Linked DNA regions of Mus musculus: region 1 is linked to region 2. Evidence: chromatin contacts called from public Hi-C data. All regions are on one chromosome and are shown on one strand. The core of a region is the stretch at or near the end of the contact, and the rest is flanking DNA. Distances in the headings are between cores, read along the strand shown. Region 1 has its middle 21 kb from the start of Gm41022. Region 2 overlaps Lhfpl2 (lipoma HMGIC fusion partner-like 2).

What was found. Hi-C and Micro-C count contacts between places; a contact is called where the count stands out from the background.
Region 1: a contact with region 2 is called in a Hi-C map of the N1E-115 cell line, with 2.0 times the contacts expected there. The contact joins two enhancer-like sites. A contact is called at or near these places in 6 of 484 Hi-C or Micro-C datasets (the N1E-115 cell line, Sertoli cells, bone marrow-derived macrophages and 3 more) and 2 of 115 datasets of contacts at active chromatin or transcription factors (acute myeloid leukemia and bone marrow-derived dendritic cells).

What each region holds. Positions count from the first base shown.
Region 1 is chr13:94,324,974-94,331,018 of GRCm38.p6, forward strand. No RefSeq gene overlaps it. Among named protein-coding and RNA genes, the nearest start is that of Gm41022, 21 kb to the left of the region's middle. Within about 2 kb of position 3,323, at least 61 of the 459 cell types and tissues checked have an H3K27ac peak or open chromatin away from gene starts, as enhancers often do. A contact at or near this core is called in the N1E-115 cell line, where this site is marked.
Region 2 is chr13:94,140,313-94,147,084 of GRCm38.p6, forward strand. The region is part of intron 2 of Lhfpl2 (lipoma HMGIC fusion partner-like 2); the gene reads left to right. Among named protein-coding and RNA genes, the nearest start is that of Lhfpl2, 86 kb to the left of the region's middle. Within about 2 kb of position 3,114, at least 62 of the 459 cell types and tissues checked have an H3K27ac peak or open chromatin away from gene starts, as enhancers often do. A contact at or near this core is called in the N1E-115 cell line, where this site is marked.

The DNA.
Region 1 (6,045 bases), core at 2,073-4,572, 180 kb after region 2:
TGATTCAGATTTACTCTCAGCTACACAGTGAGTTCAAGGCCAGCCTGGGCTACATGAGATTCTCTATATCAACAAAGAAAAAGGTCATCTGTCATTTTCAGTCTTATTGACTGTATAAATTTAGTTGTGCTTTGCTGAAATGGGGAAAGCTGTATTGGCTGAGGTGGAAATTTTAGTTTTCTGAGAATTTGGACATGAGTGTGAGGTGTCTGTTAGACATCTAAGAGATGCTGGTACCCAACTGTATATGCAAAACTCAATTTCAAAGAACAGATTGGGGCTAGGTATATAAGTTTTCAAGTTGTAAACTTAAAACTATGTGATGTAATAAGTTTAAACTTTATTGATGTGGTAGTTGACTTTAGGTTTATAAGACATAGTCTCACTATAAAGTTCAGTTTCTCTTACCTCAGTCTCCAAGGTGCTAGGATTATAGACGTGGGCCAGCAGTGCCCCAAAGAGTGAGAGAATTTAATGATGGACTGTAAAGACAAAAGAGGAATGAAAAATGTAAGAATGAGCTTTGAGGTACTGGATATTGGGGATTGGAAGAGGAGCTGGCAAAGAAAAGCAAGAAAGCAAGCAGCCCAGCAAGAAAGCAAGCTTGCTGGGACAAAAGAGAAGGGTCAGTCAGGAGCCAAGGGAAGTGTGTGTGAAGTGTGTGTGTGTGTGTGTGTGTGTGTGTGTGTGTGTGTGTGTGAGAGAGAGAGAGAGAGAGAGAGAGAGAGAGAGAGAGAGAGAGAGAGCTCCACCTCTCAGACTCAATCAAAGAGGTACTGCAACAGTAAGGCACCAAGCTCTGCTCTGAGGAGTGGAGGTTAAGGGAAAAGAGCGGACAGTCCCTGACCCTATTGTGGGTCAATAAGTGAGTGAGGAGATGACAAAGATCTGAATAACTTTCATAGCCTGTTTTAGTTGCTTCAACAGAATTCCTCAGACAGACTAAAGTATAAAGAGAAGAGGTTCATCCAAGGTGACTATGTCTGGTGGGAGACTTGCAAGACACATTCTTAAAAAGTATGTGCAGAAGAGAGCAAATATGAGTGACAGTCTCAGGCTACCCCTCAGTCAACCCTGCTCCTCTCACATGAGTGACCCCTTCATGCTTCTATTGCCGCCGTGCGGTACCTGACACTGGGTACCAAACTCAACAACCCATAATCCAACCATAGCAGTAGCCAAGGAGCTCAAGCAGAGGGGTGACAAGGTGACGAGTTGCAGGCAGGCCAGGCCCTTTCTACAGAACGTGAGGAGACTCCTTTCTTAAATTTCTTGGTCCTGACCCGGAAGTCCCCACCCCTATGCTTTCCCCTTTTCCAGCAGTGTCTTGTTTGTTTGTTTTTCAAGACAGGGTTGCTCTGTGTAGCCCTGGCTGTCCTGGAACTCACTCTGTAGACCAGGCTGGCCTCGAACTCGGAAATCTGCCTGCCTCTGCCTCCCAAGTGCTGGGATTAAAGGTGTGCGCCATCACTGCCAGGCAACCCTGTAGTGTCTTTATCTTCCTTACTCTCTTCCTATGACTGCTCCTGAGCTTTTTATGCCCTCCCTCCCCCCTCCCTCCCTCCCTCCCTCCCTCCTTCCTTCCTTCTTCCTAGCTGACTTAGCTCATTAACATTTATGGCACCTAACGTCAACCTCCATCTCATACTTCAACCTTAATCTTCAAATCATCATGTGATGGATTTGAGCATGGTCTACCTTACTGCCTCACTGGTGCTTCCGACTTACAGGACAGGAGTGACACTGAGTAGCTCCTCTCACTGACCTGGCTGTGATCCATGGTGAGTTGTGGTGAGGATAGACCCTCTTGCTACTGCTGGTTAATCCACTCTGATCGCCTGGGGGCAGTGAGAGTTCCTCGCTAACCGTTCCAATCTCTGGATTCTCGAATGAAAGACACACACACATACCACACACACACACACACACACACACACACACACACACACACACACACACACTTATGTTTAATATGCCTTAAACAGCTCAATGGTCGGGCACTTTCAAACCTCCCCACGGCTAACACACTCTCCCATCTGACATACCTGAATTATTATTTACTAAAACCCACATTCCATCTTGGTTGCCCCAGATCCAAGTCTGCAGCCTCCCGGGGCCACGGTCTTACATGTTGACCGTCTCTCTGACTTGTACTTCTCATGCCTGATCTTTCTGCTTCCCCATCATGGAAGCTCTGCCTTCTCCCTGATCCCCTTTGCCCGAGAATCCTACAGTCCTGCCTCTATCTCCCTACCCAGCCATTGGCTGCTAGCAACTTTATTCACCAATCAGAACCAGCTGGGGGCAGGAACCCCATGGCAATCGATTGTATGTTTGGGGAGTCTCTGGGCAATTCAAACAAAGGCTTCCCATGTCTGGCCTCAAGGATCTTGTTAGGCAGTCTTTGGCTCTTGGAGGGATCACTGTCAGCCCAGATGAGAGAAGCTCACTAAAACTGTATACGGATACATATACATTATGCATTGTAGACTTCCTTTAGGTAAATAGTGCTATGATTCTCTGTGGATTTTTCAGACATCCATATTGTTATTTTACCACCTCCTTCCCTTTCCTGTATTTACCTCCAGCCTGAGGAGTGTCCCTTTTATGCTTTCCTGATAAGATTGCTTGTGCCCTGCTAAGCCCCTTTCTATTGCTTCCCAACTTCTGTCTCCCAGCAATGGTCTATGCCCTTGGCTTAGGGGGTCTTCCTCCTCCGTGCTTATAATTCAAAGCTTTGGGTTTTCCCTGCTGTCTCACATTTCCTGTGCATTTCTTTCCTGTGTTGAAAGATGTTTTTTCATGTTCTTGTCTTATTTGATTTAGGTCCTCTATTTTATCTTTGAGATGCAGTATTCTGTCATCTGCTTGATGTGTTCTTTAAGTTATGTGTTTCCTAGATGGACTACTGCATTTTTTGTTTATTCATCTTTATTTCAGCTTGAGTCCTCTTCAGTGTTTCTACCTCCTCACTGAATTCCATCTTTGTTACTTCCAATGTTATGTCCAAATCTCAGAGACCCCAAGGACCACCAAGGAGTCCACCATTCTGATGTAAGGCACATAAGGGTCTTTTATTACAACCTCGAGCAGGAACTCTCACTGTCACCAACACAATGGATCCAGAATGAGCCCTGAGCTCAGGGGAGGCAGAGCTTTTGTAGAGAATACCTCACACTCAGTAATTTTCCACATTAAGTCGGCTTCTGATTGGTTAGTATTTCAAACTTGTTTTTCTGGTTCGAACAGGAAGGAACCTTCACAAAATGGTTTTAAAGGTCAGCCCTCAGGACTGTTGAGTCATTTATCAGCAAGGCCACCTGGGTCCCTTAGAGAAGCACAGATTTCTCCTGATTGGCTGTTGCTGTGGGACCAGGCCCTGATCTCGTCCTGCTCAGGTCTTCTCTGTGGTCTTTTTCCTTGGACTAGGGAGCTGGCTGCAGGGTTGATATGTGCAGGGGCCTGCATTCAAAATGGAGTAGTTGCCTAGGTCTCACACCATCAGCCTTATTTATGTCTGTGTTTTCTAGGGCTTCCCTCAGGCATTTTTCTCCTTAAGCTCCTTCCTCGTGCTTTTAATTGAGCTGTTTCTTTGTTCTGTCTTTCAACTCCTTGGATTCTTTGAGTAGGTTTGTGATTCTTCTTTCAATGTCTGTGCCCTGGAGTTCATCTGGGTAATTCTCATTGACAAGCACTTCTACAGGCCTGGCAGGTTTTGGAGAGGAGATACTGGCTTGATCTTTCAGATTGGTGGGATTTCTGCAATGAGACCCAGCTATGTGTGTTTCCTTTGTTCTGAGTTTGTAATGGGTGGGACAGGCTGGGGGTGGGGAAGAGAAGATGAGAAGGTAGGTTCTTTGTAGAGCAATGGTTCTCAGCCTTCCTTTAATATAGCTCATGTTGTGGTAACTCCCAACCAAAAAATGATTTCACTGATATATATATATCATAACTGTAATTTTGCTGCTGTTATGAATCCTTTTTGATTTTTTCTTCCCCCCCCCCCCCCAGACAGGGTTTCTCTGTGTAGACCTGGCTGTCCTGGAATTCACTTTGTAGACCAGGCTGGCCTTGAACTCAGAAATCCACCTGCCTTTGCCTCCCAAGTGCTGGGATCAAAGGTGTGCGCCACCACCGCCTAGCTTGTTGTTATGAATCCTAATGTAAATATTTTTCAGACATAGTGGGTTGCCACGGGGGTCGCGACCCACAGGTTGAGAACCACTGGCATTACGCCTTTGTTGTTGTTGCTTTTTTTTTTTTTTTTTTTTTTTTTTTTTTTTTTTAAATGGCTTGGGTGGAATGAAGTCAGATAGATGTAGGGAACTGGACTGGATGGAGTACAGGATGTGCTTCCTGTTCCAAGCCTTAGAGTGTGGGGGTAGATCTGAGTGGATAGGTTGGATAGGATGTGGGAGAATCCTGTGATTTGGCAGATGGGTACCAAGGATACTAGCTCAAACCTAGAGTCCCTCTGCAGTGAAGGCATGGAGGGCCCGGATAAGGAGAGACACTGGCTGATTGTTGAATATGCATGGATGAGGAGGGTGGATTATTCGCCAGGGTAGACCCTAGAAGGTGTGTGTGAGAAGTCTGGGTTTGAAGTGGGATGCTTGAGGCAGCATAAAAGTCCTGTGGGTGGGATCACGGGTAGGGAAAGTCCTGGTGGAAGCCTAGAGGTTATCTGGGACACAAGAGGAGTGGGTGGGACTAGCCCCAGGCACCGGAAGTAGGACCCTGCAGAAGGGTAGGTTTCCCATGCTCCAGTGGTTGGCCCCATAAACACACGGGCAGCCCTAGTCTCTCTCTCTCTCTCTCTCTCTCTCTCTCTCTCTCTCTCTCTCTCTCTCTCTCTCTCTCTCTCTCTCTCCCTCTCTCTCCCTCTCTCTCCCTCTCTAGCTTTTTACTGACTGTATCTTATGTAATGGCACTTAACTTTTTCAGACAGTGTAACCATTTTTAAATTTCAGATGAAATCTTGAACTTGAATTTTCTTTTATGAACATCTAACAGATAAGAGAAAAATAATATATTTCTATTGATTTAAAATATTTTGCCTTCTTCCATGTGTTCCTTTAGTGAACATAGTACATTTTCACAGTAGTAGCAATAGCAAAATCTTTCTGAGTCACACGACTGCAAGCACTAGGCTAGACTCTTTGTCTGCATCCACTGTTCAATCCTTATAACAATTCCCTCTTCTCTACCTTCTCCTTTCTTCCCTCCCTCCTCCTCCCCTTCCTCTCTCCCTCCCTCTCTCCCCTCTCTCTGCTCATCTCTCTCCCTCGTTATGACCAACATTTCATTTCACTGATAGCTCATCCAAGGACTCATAGAATTTTTGATAGCCATTGATCTGCCTCACACAGCTACTGGAGCCTCACCAAATTGATCAGCCCATGGACCCAGAGCTTAGAACCACTGCTAATAAAGGGCCATCTAAGCAAGCAGGAAGCACTGCAAAACTGTCTCAGTTAGCAATGAGAAGCAAGCCTGCCTCCATACCCCACAGGCAGCCTTGCCAAGGGAGCATTCTGAACTCAATCTCTGTAAAATACTGCAAGTCAGTTAAATTATCGTATGTCTTGACAACAATGAAAGGAAGCCAAGAAGAGCTAGGCACTGCAATTTGGTTCATGATTTGATTGGTATCATGATTTACTAAATTACTTTTTCTGAGGGTTCTTTTTTTTTTGGTTTGTTTAAAGCCAAGGACTAAATGTAGCAATAAAAATTTAAATTAACTTGGCTCTTGCCTGAAGTGCTCAATATTCCAATATCTGTGCCTCACTGTGGTGCCAGGGAAAACAGCAAAAAAAGCAGGGAGAAGAGCCTGCGTTTCTGACTCACTCCTCATTAGAGGAGAGTGAAATCTTACATCTCCCCGGGCAGGGAGACTTGCCTCCAGCCACTTCAGATTAATCTTTTCACTACCACATATCAAAATACAAAGTTATTTGGGGTAAGATTTTCTCATTAAGAATGATAATTTCTTAGGAAAATAAAGCCCTGTACTAAAAACAGTCAAATTACCACCAGAATTAT
Region 2 (6,772 bases), core at 1,864-4,363:
GAGTCCTCTCTCCACTTGGGATTGCAATGCAGATGAATTCCATATTTTTGTTAGGGAATTTTTTTTTTTTCTTCAAGAGGAAAGAGCGGCTAAGTGACTGACCTAGTTTCTGGAAAGCAGACTGACACACAGTCTGTTGAGATGGTCAGTTAGTGGCTTTTTGTTTTTAGTTCTGGTGTGTGTGTGCATGCAAAGCGCATGCACATGTGTGTTTATGAAAACAGCCCAGAACTTACTGGAGTACCTCTCTGTCTCTGGCTTGGCTTTCCTGCTAAGGTGATCAGACTGGCTGTCAGGCTGCTTCCAAACTGCTGTGGTCAGCAGAGCTGTGGACTTCGGCTGTGTCTGTGTGGATCCCTCACGTGAGGTCTCAAGCAAAAGCACCAAGCTTTTCTCCTGCTAGCAATTGCAACAGATGTGTGTGGTGCCACATGTCCCTGTTAAAACAATTGCCAACTTTATATACTCTCCCCTGTTCCCTACTGTGTAAGCCCGGGAATGGGTAAGGCTGGTACTATCCTGTTTAAAATAGGCTGCTTGTGATGTTTCAAGATAAAGACTCTGAACTCCTTTCTCTCCCACCTACCATTCAGCCACACTCATCCTGTACAAGGATATGGTGTATAGAATAGGACCATACCATCGCTGTCCTTGTGAGTTTAGTGCCCATAGCTGCATGAGCAGTGGAGGGCCAACAGCTTGGAACCCAAAATAAAGAAATCCACTGCCTCTGGGAGGCTGAGCTGGTGAGTCAGGCCTCTTGATCCTGTCTAGGTGCTAGAGAGCAGTCAGCAGTTGTCTGGTGCCCTCCTCAACATTTTTCCCAAGAAGCAGAGAAGAGCCTGCCTGCCTGCCAGCCTGCCCACCTGTCTACCCATCCACCAGTCCACCCTGCCTGCTTCTCCCACCTGGTCCTCTAGAACTAGCATTCTGAGCCTCTTCCATCTCAGCCCGGAATTGTAAGAAACAAAGGTGCTGACCGCCACACACAGCCCCCCTTGCTCCCAGCTCCTTCCCAGGCTGTCAGCCACCTTCTGTTGTAATGTGATGGTGGCCGTACATTTGACCTGGCCTTTTTGTCTTTATCACCATGGCCACCTCTCATTGTGACCCTGACCTTCCAGGTATATGTACCTGAAGGTGACCCAACTAATTGAAGACTGCCTGGGTCTTGCTGTTTCCTGGAACTCCTGTCCCCACAGTAGCTGCTGGGGACATCCCAGCTCTGTGCCTGCACCCAGGGGGCTTTGCTTCCTGAGTCTGAGGATTGGTTCTCTGGGCGGGCCTGGGGCAGATCTCTTCCATCAAATTCCATCCTCAAAGAGACACACCCTCGGAGTGCTCCCCCCTCCCCCCAGTGCAGGCTGCTCAGAGCTCTAGGGAGACTTTAAAGCGCCTTACTGGATGCTCATAGGTCTCATGAAAATAGTAGGTGAGACCAGAGGACTGACCATTAAGGGGTGTGTATGCTGCTGTGAGGTGAGGGAGAAGAGGCCTGCTCTGAAGTGCCCTGGACTGTGTAAAGGAGTCGTGGTATTAGATAAAGACCAGGTCCTCTTCAGAAGAGCGGTAATATTGATGGACATGAGCTAGATCTCAAAGGGCAGTTAAGGAATTCGACAGTTAGGGGAAATGGAGCTGGAAGAGGTGCCCGTATGAGCAGAGCAGAGGATGGACCCAGCCTCCTGGAGCTTTGCTGGGTAGCAGTAAGTAGGATCTGGTATGAGCAGGACTCACACAGAATAGCATGGCCAAGAGGAGCCACGTAGGGCTCACTGGACATCCCGGCAACTAACTCAGGAATGCCCTTTGCTTGGTGATAAGACCAGGGCTTCTGTAAGTAGCAGTGGACTGGACGTATCTGACCCAGTTCCTGAGAGCCACAGCATATTTCCCACTCAGAAACGGAAGCCTCCCAAGGAGCCTCCTGGAGAAAGCAAACCCCACCCCATCCCCGAGGTGGGGTGGTAATGGGAGGCCTGTTAGAGACTGCTGCCTTCTCTCTTAAGGCTGCATCAGAGCCATCGCCGTAGAGCAGAATTCATTTCAGAAGGGACTGCAAGTAATTGGACACAAGCTTAATGACGTAGTTGTTTAAAACAATCCAAAAGTGGCCGAGTTACTTACTTTCTGCAACTTAAAGATTCTGGAGTTACATGGTGGCCCCCCTCTTTTTCCAACACAGGAATATATTTTTAAAAAGAAAAGTGCTTTAAAACACATACACACACACACACACAGAGTAGTCTGATTTTTTTCTGTGTGTGTGTGCTAGGCAGGCAGGATGTGTGAGGGACTATGGCCCTGGGTCCTGCTTTCCAAGGTTTCTTTTCTTTGTTGGGGGTCAGGGGTGCTAGGATCAAATTCAGGGCTCCAGGCACGGAAGGCAAGCCCTGCACTACTAAGCCATGTTCCTGGCCAATGAAAGGTGTTGGTTTTGTTTTTAATGGGTTTTTAGCTTAGTCATTCATGTGTTTATTTCCTATTTCCCCTTCCCTGTGTCACTGGATCATCCACTCGTGGACAGCTTGGGACCCGTTTTCGTAACTTTATCAGGGACCAGGTCTTTCAAACCTCACTGTAAGAGTATCTTAAGGGACTCCCACTCCTCCAAGAGCTTTGTCCCTAGAGTGGCAAGGAGCCTCAGAAAGAGTGGACAGGCCACAGCAGAGTACACAAGGCATGGCTTCTCAAATGCGACTTTCATTGGAAATGGGAGGCCATGGAGGCTCCATTGGGCCCTGGCCCTAGCTCTGGTTCGGTAATCAAGGAATACTTGGAAAATGCTACCTCCCCCATACACCCCCCAGTTCCCAACCCCCACTCCTCCCACCGCCACACACCAGACGCTCTTCCTCAGGCTTCCCACCACTCCCACCCAGAGACCCTAATGATTGCTCGTTTTCAAGGCAGGTCCTGGGAAATGGCACACATGAGATTGAAGTGAAGTGGAGATGCAGGGGTGGCTGAGAGGCAAGATTGCAGACTCAGGGTGATTTATCAAGCAGGTCATTAAGGGACAGGCTCCCAGCTTCCTCTAAGTGGGAGGCAAAGAGTCTTCTGTCCCTTTGTTCTTCCTGCCAAGATTGGTGCTGTTTTCCTTCATGGGGACCTCGGGCTCTACCCAGACGCGTCCCTGACACGTCCCTCGATAGCTCTGTCTGCCACTGCTAGAGGTCAGCATTGCTCCTTCCTTACCAAGGCTGCAGGCGCATCGCAGGCAGCGGGAGCTTTCTTGTTGCCAAGGGCTAAGGGTGCAGAGTAAAAGGGTGGAGTCTGCCTGGCAGGCATCATGGGGGTCAGCCCTGCAGAACCCCTTTAATAAGGCCCTGTCCAGCCCACAGAGGAAGAGCTTGTTTGGGGTGTAGCTTACTTTTAAATGCTGTGATTAGAGACCATGACCAAAGTAACTTACAAAAGAAATCATTTAAATGAGGGCTTGCTCACAGTTTCAGAGGGTGAATTCATGACCATTATGGCAGGAGAGGGGCGGCAGGCAGGCAGGCAGGCAGGCAGGCAGGCAGGGCACTGGAGCAGTAGCTGAGAGCTTCCACATTGGCACAACCCTGAAAGCGGGGTTGGGGGCATGAGCCTGTGTGCTAACCAGGAATAGTTTTGAAACTTCAAAGTGACAGTAGTGAGTGAATGCTTAAAGAGATGCCACAGATAAAAACACTCCCAGAGACCTCCCGGCTCAGAGATGCCAGACACGACATAGTTCTGAACGGCTCCTGCTGCTGACCACCAGGCCCTCGGCAGTTTGAGAGGGACAACTGAGTCCAGAGCTGTGACTGATATTTTGGAACTGAGAGGAGGAGCTTGGTCGGAAGCTGTCGACTGAGGGAAGACGCATCATGTTTCTTCTGTCCGTTTTGCAGTGTTGGCAGATAAAATTCTGCAGCCTCAGGATCACCAGTTAGAGCCTTTTTAAGGAAACAAACAAGACAGTGACCCAGTTCAGTCCCTCTTCATTTATAACACTGTGCATGAACCAAACAGTACCAGAGGTGACTGGAAGCTTTCCATACCATGGCTTAGTTAACGTAAAAACATGCCTCCTTAGCACACAGGCAGTGTGGGTCATGCTTGTCAGTTGCTTAGCATTTGCTGGTATAAAATGAATGCAAAATGGGGAAGGGAGGGGAAAGAAGGAAAGAGAGTGTTGGGGGGGGTTCATCTGTGCATTTTGAAGACCACCTGTCTTAATCAGCTTTGAGCCACTCAGCTTTTCTGGAGAGTCACACAGCCTGTGTGACATACTAGGAGATCATTCACTACTGAGCTGTGTGGTCCCGACCGAGTGCCCTGTGAGATCAGAGAAAGGGGAGGTTTGCGTGGGCTGACACAGAATGAAAAGTACTTACTAACTTTGAAGAGAGACAGACGAAAACTTAAAAAAAAAAAAATAATAACAACAGTGATGTGTTTGGCCGGTTCTTACAGAAGCTTGGTGAGTGAGGTGAGGCGGGGGAGGGTGGGGGAGAACCCGGAGCAGGGATGTGACAGCTGTGTGGTTTTACGCCTTACTCCAGCCTCCATCTCAGGTGCTGATGCTCACGGCCTGGCCCTCGCCCACCACAGGCTAAAGTACCTTATTATCTGACCCAGTGTTGACCATATGGCAGGCCTTTTCCAGAGAGGTTGAGGGTGGTAGTCAGAGGAGATAGAAAAGTGGCTCAGATAACGAATATATTCCGAGTGCCAACTGTGTTAATGAGTACCTCACCGTCACTGCTCACTGTCACTGAGGCATTCTGCATACTCGCCATGTGTCAAGCCCTTACCTTCTATTTCCTACCATACGGCAATGAAGAAATAGTAACTGCTTCAGGGGCCTCTCTCTCTCTCTCTCTCTCTCTCTCTCTTGAAAAAGATTGATTTATTATTATAAATAAGTACACTGTAGCTGTCTTCAGACACACCAGAAGAGGGCATCAGATCTCATTATGGGTGGTTGTGAGCCACCATGTGGTTGCTGGGATTTGAACTCAGGACCTTTGGAAGAGCCCTTAGTGCTTTTACCCACTGAGCCCTTTCCCCAGCGGCATCTCTCTTTTGTTGTTGTTACTATAAAAATGTGCTCTAGGACGGTGATGTAGCTCGGTGGTCAGGTACTTACCTAACATATTTCAAGGCTCTGGATTCAATCCCTAGCATTGAAAAGAAAGAAACAAACAAACAAACAAATGAAGAAAATAAGATAGATAAATCAAATGAACAAATAAACAAAGTTTCTAGTCTGCATAAAGATAAAAATGTTTCCATAGCTCTGAAGGCTGGCAAGTTCATGCTAGGTGGCAGCATGGATACCTGCCTGTGGCTGCTTCTTGCTTCCAAGATGGGGCCTTGCTGTTGTATCCTTGTTTGGTGGAAGATGGAGGTGAAGAGAGCTCCTTCCCACTTGGAGCCCTTTACTTTTTTCTTTTTCTTTTCATTAATTTATTCACCTTACATCCTAATCACAGCCCCCCTCCCCCATCCTTCCAGAGGCCCTCTCCCACCCCCTCCTCCCTCTCTCCTCTGAAAAGGGGAGGCCCCCTCCTGGATATTACCCCACCCTGGCACATCAGGTCACTGCAGGACTAGGCCCATCCTCTCCCATCAAGGCCAGACAAGTCAGCTCAGTTAGGGGAATGGGAGGCACAGGCAGACAACAGATTCAGGGACAGCCCCTGCTCCAGTTGTTGGGGAACCCTTATGAAGACCAAGCTGCACATCTGCTACATATGCTCAGAGGGTCAAGGTAGGTCCAGCCCATGCTCACTCTTTGGTTGGTGATTCAGCTCTGGGAGCCCCCAAGGGTCCAGATTAGTTGACTCTGTTGGTATTCCTGTGGAGTCCTATCCCCTTCAGGTCTGCCTGGATCTATTTTACAAGAGGACTAATCCATATCTGAAGGCAGAGTCCTGTGTGGTCACCCCCAGCTCCCAGCCCCTAGTTCTGTTTTTCTCTCCTTTGTGGAACACTTCACAGACCTGCCTGTCATCCCTGTGTAGGGGCCATGCTAATTGTCTTAGTGCATGCATGTGCTGCCGAGGCAGGCACCAGCCCTGCTTCTTGCTTCTGTTGCCTTGGGGATGCCATCACTCAAACCATGGGAGGGGCTGAGTGGCAGGAAGACAGACCTGGAGCAGGCTTAGGGTGTGTGGCTCCTGTTTTGAAGAAGTATGTTCGCTGAGGTGTGCTTGGGAAGATCCTAAGTCTCAGGTTGGGGCTGTATGGAGAATGGATGGTTTCTCCACAGGCCATCCTCTTCCCAAATGTGTCCCCTCAAGCAGGCAAGGGTGACCTCTGCCAGGGCAGGTATAGCTGCTGAGAGAGGAGGTGATGGTGGCTTGGTGAGCAGCTATAGTCTCCTGTGAGGCAGCCATACACAGGCAAACCAGGTTGAACAGGCTGTATAAGGCAGACAAGATTGGGGGGCATCTGGAATAAACTGGAGAGCCTGTTCCCTGTCCACAATGGAGCCACTAGTGTCCCGTGCAAATGTGGGTTTGGTATGGCAAGTGGAAGGCTATTTTTCACCCTGAAATCTGAATTTTCATATTGCCTCCTGGTTTTCAATGTTTGCTACTAATTTAAGCTGTTTTAGTGGGTCACTGATGTAGGAGCCTCTGACCTTGGACTTCTAGAGAAGTTGAAGTAGACACTGGGATATAAAGGTTGGATAGCTCCAAGCAGTAGCCCAGGATAGCAGGTGCATGTTGCTTTATGGAGCCACATCCTTCACAGCAGCGTGTGTGTGTGTGTGTGTGTGTGTGTGTGTGTGTGT